Linked DNA regions of Zea mays: all the other regions are linked to region 3. The links are chromatin contacts, called in public Hi-C maps. All regions are on one chromosome and are shown on one strand. The core of a region is the stretch at or near the end of the contact, and the rest is flanking DNA. Distances in the headings are between cores, read along the strand shown. Region 1 holds the start of LOC100285471. Region 2 holds the start of LOC100383879. Region 3 holds the start of LOC100279247.

Region 1 (2,728 bases), core at 195-2,694, 520 kb before region 3:
TCTAACATCGGTGGCCTAGATTAGACTTAACCCTATATGACCCGGTATGCAATCTCTCCCACACGACTTGGAAGAGACGACCCTGATTCTATTTGGTTGGATTCGATCTCACCCGTGCACCCATGATCCAACGATCCCGGTTTACTAACCTAAATCGTTATACTCTCCTGTTAATCCACTCCCTTCATCGGTCGATCGACAGCCCCAGTTTTTCTTCTTCCTCAACGCCTAGTCACATTGGTGGCCTCCACACCGCGACCGCCATTACCGGTGTGCAGCTTCCGCCACCTAAGTGCCCCGCTAACAGTTCGACTAGATGCTACTTAAGATAGAGGGCAAGACGAACAACATGGAGACACTCACCGGTGACCGAAACCGCGGCGACATTGACCCCGACCCAAAGCGGCTTGCCAACGAATTCTAGACTCCAGTACACTTCGGCGAGCACTGATGCACCCATCCGAGCATAGGCAAGATCCGCCAAGATCCTTCGTGAGCCGGTGGACGTCTCGAGTCTCCACATAGGCACCGAACGATGGAGGAAGTAGGGGCGACGGCGGCGGCAATCCCTCACCAATGGAGGTGGCGCTCCGGTTGTCTTTCTTGGCACTAGAGTCGAGCGCATGAAAGGTGGGAGGTGAAGGATATGTGCGGCAGGTAGATATACCCGCAGCCGAGGTCCACGGCTGGCGAATGGATCCCCTTGGATTCCTGGCCATGCGAAAAACGCGCCGCGAGCAGACCTCAGGAGTTCGTTGCAGAGGAAGGGGAGAGTCCTGACAGGTTGACCCCACATGCCAGCGTGAGCAAGGAGGCTAGGCGCCCGGCGTGCGATGACGCGACTGGTCGCCCCGGGCCCACGTGGTAGTGAGATGATGCGTGCATGCGTGTCATGAGTCAGCCAGCCGTGGCCCGCATGTCAGCACCGGGTCACGACCTCGGTAACACGACTGCGGTTTAGTGGGATGTGCGCGGGAGGAATTGGTGGGCCGAGCGCAGGGTTTCAGCCCAAAAGTCGTTTTTTCCTTTTCTTTTATGTTTTGCATTTCTTTCTCCATTTCAAAATTTACTATTTGAATTTGAATTTGTTAGTGAGTTTTACACATAAGTCAAGTGCACAATTAAAAGTATCAGCATGAGAAAATATATTTATTTATATATTATTATTATTATTACAGTACATATTCTTTTCTGTTTTCTTCTCTTTTCTTTTCTTATTTCCAATTTCAAATTCTAATTTCCTAACTTAAGCTTGTATCACAAATTTGAATACAAAATACAAAAATACAAGAACTTCGGCATGGGATGCATATTTCTGTATTTATTTATTATTGTTTGATTAACTTAATTCTATTAATTAAATGTGCAAAAAAAAAAGAAAACCAAATAATCTCCAAAGACTCTATAATCCCAAAACACCCATGTATAAAACATTTTTTTACCTTATACAAGTTTTGGCTTTAAACCCCTTTCCCCTCGCTTGCCGCTGCTCCGCCGTCGCCGCGCCCCGACCAGCATCGGCGAATACCTCCCGCGCACTCAACCGATGGTCTCACTACCTACGACTGTTCCCATTCCCGAGCTCCGATTCGGGGCTCGACGGTTCCTGGCCCCTTTGTTTCTTGGATAACCGATGCAATTTTTGGTTCTGGATAGGTTGTAGTTGAATGTAATCGATTGGTGTTCCCTGGCACCATCTTTGTCTGAGTTCCGATTCTGGAATTGCGGGATTGGTTGGTCGGGTCCGGTGAGCACGCTCGGGGCGGCGCCGGCCGATGGCGGAGCTGGTGGGGCCGCGCGTCTACAGTTGCTGCAACTGCCGGAACAACGTCTGCCTCCACGACGACATCCTCTCAAAGGCTTTTCAGGTCCAAACTCCGTGAATCACCTTTCCTCCACTTCCGGACGTGTCGTTTGTTCACTAGCGCTTATCAATTCAGCAATTACCTGTTGTGCTTATCTATATCCTAGCTAGGAGTTGCTCCGAGAATCGACTTCTTGTGTAGGTGCGATGCTGGATGCACGTTTGTTAATTCTGGAGGACCCGGTTGCATTGTACTACTTCTGATTCCACTATAAGAAACTGATTGAAGCGTATTTCTTTTTACATTTGCACATCTGAATCATGGCTTCAGGCTTCATGTTGTTAGAATACCCGTTTAGGGTTTGGAGTTATTCTCTATGTAATTACTGTCTCGCCCCTCCGTAATGGGCCTGGCCCAGTACTCAAGTCTATTAATATACCACCCAACCCTGTTAGGGTTAGGGTTTACTATTCCAATATGGTATCAGAGGAAAATTAGGTTTCTGCTCCCAGCCGCCAGCTCCTCCCCTGCTGGCCGCCGCCCCTGCAGGTCGCGCCCCAGCCGCCGCCCCCTACAGGCCGCGCCCGCCAGCCGCCGCCCCACATTCCTCTCTCTCTCTCCCCTCGCACCAGCGCCGAGCGCGCACCCGCGTGCCCCGGCCATCCTGCCCGCGCCGCCAGGGCGCGACCCCGCGCCCGTGCCAGGAGCCCTCCCCGCGCGCTGCTTCCACGCCGCCCAGGCGCCCTGCCGAGCTGCCGCGACCGCGCGAGCCCCAGCCGCGCAACTGCGCCAGGACCGGTGGACCCAGGTGTCGCACCGACCCCGCGCCCCTGCTTCACCCGCGACCTCGCCGGTGCCCTGTCCCGCGGCCGAGCCGCTCGCCCAGCCCCGCGGCCATCCCGCGCCAGGCGCCCGCCTCGCCT
Region 2 (2,700 bases), core at 99-2,598, 650 kb before region 3:
TGCTACTCAAAATTGCAGAACAAATGGATATAGCGTAAGACAATCCTACTATATTCATTAATAAGAAAGCATCTCACTATTAATAATTAATCTGAGCCGGTTAAAATGTCATCATAATCCTGAACCCAGGCCAGATCAACCATACAAAATAATCCATCCCCCTTTTATTTTCAGCTTTACATTACCACCTCCCAGACCCAAGATTGCTATCAACTGCCTATGTAGCAGAGCAAGACTCAAGCATGCTGGCATGCTGCAAATCCATGACATTAACTCAAGTCAATTATCCTACTAGCCAACAAGACGGGACCAACAGCCACCGATACATGGACAGAAACACGATCCTTGGAGGTCCTAACAAGTAATAGCCTACAAAGTACAAACCACTATGCAGCCCAATCCCAATTCAAACACTTGTCTGTTCCTTCATACAGCCAATTCCTTAGGTGGTAATCAGTTATTGGAACCCACATCAGAAGACTGCGATTTGAATCCAAAGCACTATGTAAAACTGTGATTTAACTGGGCCAGACAGGTATCTATCAGCCAGGGTTGCTACTGACTACCAGCTCGGCAGAGGACTCGCAAACATCTAGCAAACTCATGACCCAAACTCAAACTGGTTGCCCTACAGGTAGGGGTGGTAATGAGCTCTAAATTTTACACTATAAAATTTAAGGATCGGATCTAATTAAGATCAGACTCTATTTCTATTCACTTTTGAACTAAAATTAAGGGGGTGTTTGGTTTATAGAGACTAACGTTTAATCCCTCGATTTTATTCTATTTTAGTTCCTAAATTGTCAAATACGGTTTAGTTTCTGTATTTGACAATTTAGAGACTAAAATAGAATAAAATGGAGGGACTAAACATTAGTCCTAGAAACCAAACACCCCCTAATTAAGGGCTCAAACAAATTGTGAAGAAACATTTGGATCGCAATCTATTAACACCCCTACCTACAGGTCAGCAGGAGAGGACCAACAGCCACCTGGACAGAACAGCACTTGCAACAGGGGCGGACCAGTAGAACCAGAGGATATGGGTGTACACATGCACACCCGATAATTTTAGCAGAAAAGATCGAAGAAGGTAGGCATAATACACGAATACACTAGTAATTGGATCAGATCCGAATACAAATAGCCAAATAGCTCAAGGCCTCAAGTTAGGGTTCGGGTGCTCATTTTCGCACAGCAGGAAGGGATACAAGGGGTGGGCATACCTGTTGGGTGCTTGTCTCCAGAGAATGGAATGGCGAAGACCTGGCGTAGGGCGCCGGCGACGTCCAGTAGTCGCCACGGCGTAGGGCGGCGGCGCGGTGTCCAGCGTCGCCACGAGATAGGGGGGATGGAGAGGGAAAGCGAGCGAACGCCTGGTAAACGGGGGGAAATACAGGCTGAAATTTGCCTGGGCCGGTGGGCCTCCAGAAGGCTATCCTGTCGTGGCCGGTACGGGTAAAACATGATTTATTTTTATATTTTCTCGATTTTGCAAAAAAAGTATGATAAGAATTTTATCACCAATATGATCAAAATTTGAAGGGAAAATTACATGCAAAACGATGGAGATTTTCTACAGGACATGAAAATAATCGACTTATATTCACAACTTACCGGAAAACATTGTCACCATTAATTTATTTTATTTTATACCGATGTTAGTGTTTCGAACTACCACCAACGAGTAAATTTGTATATGTGTTCTGTATTCGGATGGTGTGGCCAGCGGGCACAATATTTATACTGGTTCAGATAGAATGTCCCTACTTTCAGTCTTCGGTAGCTTACGCTACCGGCACCTTGTTGCTCGTAGTAGGGGTCACAAGCGGATGAGAGGGATAAGCTCCCAAGTCTCTTAAGGGTTGCGCGGATTGGGTGTTCGCTATCGGCTAAGTCGTCAAGTATTGTTTCTCTCTCACACACACTTCGTCCGGCCAACCTTCCGCCTTTTATAGACCAAGGCGGAGGTTGGTTACATATGGCTTCTCTTGGAAGGGATCGCTGTGGAGTGGTTCTCCCTCGGTAAACGCCTTCACGTATGTTGTTATCTGTTCCGCATAACTCCCTATCGACTGTTGGAGTGCTGGTAAAGTGTGTCCACGACGGGAGTCTAAGTGTCATCATTACTCCGCATGTCTATCTATGCCTGTGTCAGCCCCTAGCTTTCATAGACTGTCTTCCTGCCTTCCTTATGTCATCTTGTCTGTTACGTAGGACGTTGGAGGACTCCGGTCTAGGGGCCATAGGTCATGAGCAGGGCTCAAGCGTAGGTCTAGAGCGGGAGGCAGACCAATTCTCTCACATGCCATGACTCAACGTCGGACATAGTTAATGAGAGTTGCCCTTTGGTTAGAAGCGGAGTCCATTCGAGTGGTTCCCTGACGCTTTGTCTGACCCTGTGCCTGGGCTATGCTTTGCCCAACCCCGTGCGTGGTGCGGGTGTTGGAACAAAGGTCGAACATTACGTCGATCAGCACCACGAAGGTCGGTCCCCTCGCCCTAACTAATCATGCTTGAGCGCAAGGACAAGGATATTCAGAGCCTTCGTCGAGCACAACTACAGTGGGCCCTTCGGCCAAGCAACTAACACCGATTGTAGCTAAGACTAACGCCCAGGCGACCACCGGGCCTTGAGGACTTCGCCCTTTACTTCTCTTAGAGGATGCCCGGTATAGGCAACGTCCCCGAGAGGAGCGA
Region 3 (2,700 bases), core at 20-2,519:
AAGACAGTAGATGTCTAGAGATCATAATACCGGATTACATAATCTATATAAAATAAGCAGGATTATATAATTATTTGAGAAAACAAACATGCCCTAAAAAACTCCACCCATTATATTAATTGATTATACTCGCGTCCGCGATCCTACCAAACCGAAACAGCACTAGCGTTTTAATGCGCTCCCGGGGCCGGCCACGATGTTCCTTTCCGTGTGCTCGTGATGATGCACAAAAGAAAAAAATGTAAAATGAAATAATTGTCTTCTTGACCCGATGGTTGTCAGTTGTACCAGCGAAACGAGACATTATTATCAGCCCCCGTTTGTGTCGTTCCGTGTCGTCATTTCCCTTCGACAATTAGTCCGACAACCAAATAGACCCAAACAGCCATGTATTACGTTAGCATGACCACACATAGAAATCTAGCAAGGTTAGGGCATATATGTTATTATATGAAGAATGTGAGTTTGCCAGACCAAAACTGACTGGCCACAAGTATATAAAAACAACAACAAGTAGAAGAAAGCTTGAAATGAATATTTGTGGCAGTGAAGAAGCCATGAACTGCAATCCATGCATATGTGTGGTACAAATCAAGGGATGATCATGACAATGTGGCAATGCATATTGGCAACCAGCCAGCCATCCATCCAGGATGACGGGGAATCTTCATCGTCCTCAACGAAGAAGAAGCTTTTGTCTTCTTTTTTTCTCTTGGAAAGGGGAACGTCTCGTTTATTCTCTCCACGGGCGTGCAAAACACAGAAAGCAGCGGCAGCGCTAGCTAGATTCTCCACTACTACTTGGTCACGGGAAACGGAAAGCCTTGTGTTTCTTTCACGAGATGCCAACAAAAAAAAAACGACATTGTTTTTTCCAGTTCCTTTTGATAATGCACAGAAAGGATAAATGGACGTGTAAACCTGCACGCATAATGTTCATGCAGCATCGTACTCATCCATCCATCCAATTCATCCATCCACATGTTTCCCGCCGTCTCTGCATGAGGCGAACACCAAGCAAGAAAAGAAACCCTCTCCAGCCACGTAAAAAAAAGCGTGGGAAAAAAAAGTGAGCGAAGCGTCCAGCTCTAGAAAAGAAAAAAAAAACGAGAGGATTGTACAGAGCGCCCCTCTTCTAAATTTGGCACGGAGCTCTCGTCGCCTTCCCGTCTTTCAGAATTCAGAGGGCCGCACACGTTCCCTGCCGCTGCCTCTACCCCTCTCCGGGCTCTCCCTCCCCCTCTCCACCGTCTCTACACCGCCGCCGCTCACACCCCAATTCCTCTCGCCCCATTGCCGGCCGCCTCCCTCCGTCCTCTCGCCTCGCTTGCTGCAGGTTCAATCGCCGCCGCCATTTCTGCAGTTTTTAATTCCCACGTCCTGTTCCGGCCCGGCCGTGCACTCCAAATTCTTCCAACAAGGCCAGCCCACGCCACCCGGCCGGGATCCCAGAAAAGTTGCGCTCGGCCTTCGCGCGTTACGTCTCCCACCCAGCCCTTCGATCCCGTGATTTCAGAGGCGCCCCTGTACCGAAAGCCTAGCTCCCAATCTTCCTTGGATTCGTCTTTTTTTTGGATCTTGGGGACTGCACTGCACACAGTTTGCCTCTCTTACCTTTTTTTGGATCTTGGTGGTGCCGAGCCGACAAGCAATGGGGAGGAAGTACTACTGCCACGCCGTGGCCGCGCTGGCCGTCGTGTTCGCGGCGGCCGTCGTCGTCGCTGCCGACCGGCGCCTGTCGCTGGTGGTCGGCGCCGCGGTGGCGCCCGAGGAGGTGAGTCTGCTCCGGAAGGTGGCCAATCTGATGTGGAACGGCGATGGCAACTCGTACCAGCACGTGTGGCCGGTAATTACCAACTGCCTTTCAGGATTTCTTTGTTTTATTTTTTTCACAAAAGAACAATTTGTTTGTTTTTACCAGCGCTCACTTGCTGGTTTAGCAGTTCTGCGTCGGATTAAGTTTACAAAGTTGGCAAGATGTTGCATACAAATTTTGGTAGGTCCGGAGCTCATCTGCTGCTCTGGATTTGTCATGAAATCCAGTTTGGGCCATGCAGATAGAACTGATCGAGCTATACTATACTACAACATCCTATTGAATTTGCGATGACCTACATATACTTTTCAATAGTTATTGCTGTTTAATGCTTTCAAGGCATGGCGTTTTAACTCGGTGAATCTTATGGGGGTTGCTTTCTGCAGCCAATGGAGTTTGGGTGGCAAATTGTGCTGGGGTCACTGATCGGATTCTTCGGTGCCGCGTTTGGGAGCGTCGGCGGAGTTGGTGGCGGCGGGATCTTCGTGCCGATGCTGACGCTCATCATTGGGTTTGACCCGAAATCATCTACTGCGATATCAAAGTGTGAGGATCTAACTGCTCATCGTGGATCCTTCCTCTAGTCAGTGTGCTGCTCCGAAAGCGACAGTTTGCTCGCTGTCAGCAATCGATGTATAGAGCTTGTTTAGTGTATTCTTTCCTCTGTTGGTTCATGCATGTGTGCAGTAGTGTGCGTCTTCATCTGGTATCTTTTCTGTCCCATTGCTGTTGTAGTATACTTCTGAAGAGCAATAGAGTAGTTCCACCCCACCCCCTCCCTTTCCTTTGGCTAGTTAGGATCCTTTTATTATATCCTGAAAGCAGCAGTCGCTGCTGCTCTTTTCACTAGTTTTCCTAATGCCATGCAGGTTCCTGTGATAGTT

What was found. Hi-C and Micro-C count contacts between places; a contact is called where the count stands out from the background.
Region 1: a contact with region 3 is called in a Hi-C map of endosperm, with 2.6 times the contacts expected there. The contact joins the promoter of LOC100285471 here to the promoter of LOC100279247 in region 3. A contact is called at or near these places in 3 of 25 Hi-C or Micro-C datasets (bundle sheath, endosperm and leaf).
Region 2: a Hi-C map of leaf shows a contact between it and region 3, with 5 times the contacts expected there. The contact joins the promoter of LOC100383879 here to the promoter of LOC100279247 in region 3. A contact is called at or near these places in 5 of 25 Hi-C or Micro-C datasets (ear, endosperm and leaf).

Annotation. Positions count from the first base shown.
Region 1 is chr7:98,021,734-98,024,461 of Zm-B73-REFERENCE-NAM-5.0, forward strand. LOC100285471 reads left to right here and starts at 1,445. Exons shown (of 3, transcript NM_001158364.3): 1 at 1,445-1,549; 2 at 1,657-1,868. The coding sequence starts at 1,776.
Region 2 is chr7:97,893,264-97,895,963 of Zm-B73-REFERENCE-NAM-5.0, forward strand. LOC100383879 reads right to left here and starts at 1,349. Exons shown (of 7, transcript NM_001176507.1): 1 at 1,227-1,349.
Region 3 is chr7:98,545,576-98,548,275 of Zm-B73-REFERENCE-NAM-5.0, forward strand. It overlaps LOC100279247, which reads left to right and starts at 1,270. Exons shown (of 12, transcript NM_001360947.1): 1 at 1,270-1,846; 2 at 2,203-2,362. The coding sequence starts at 1,652.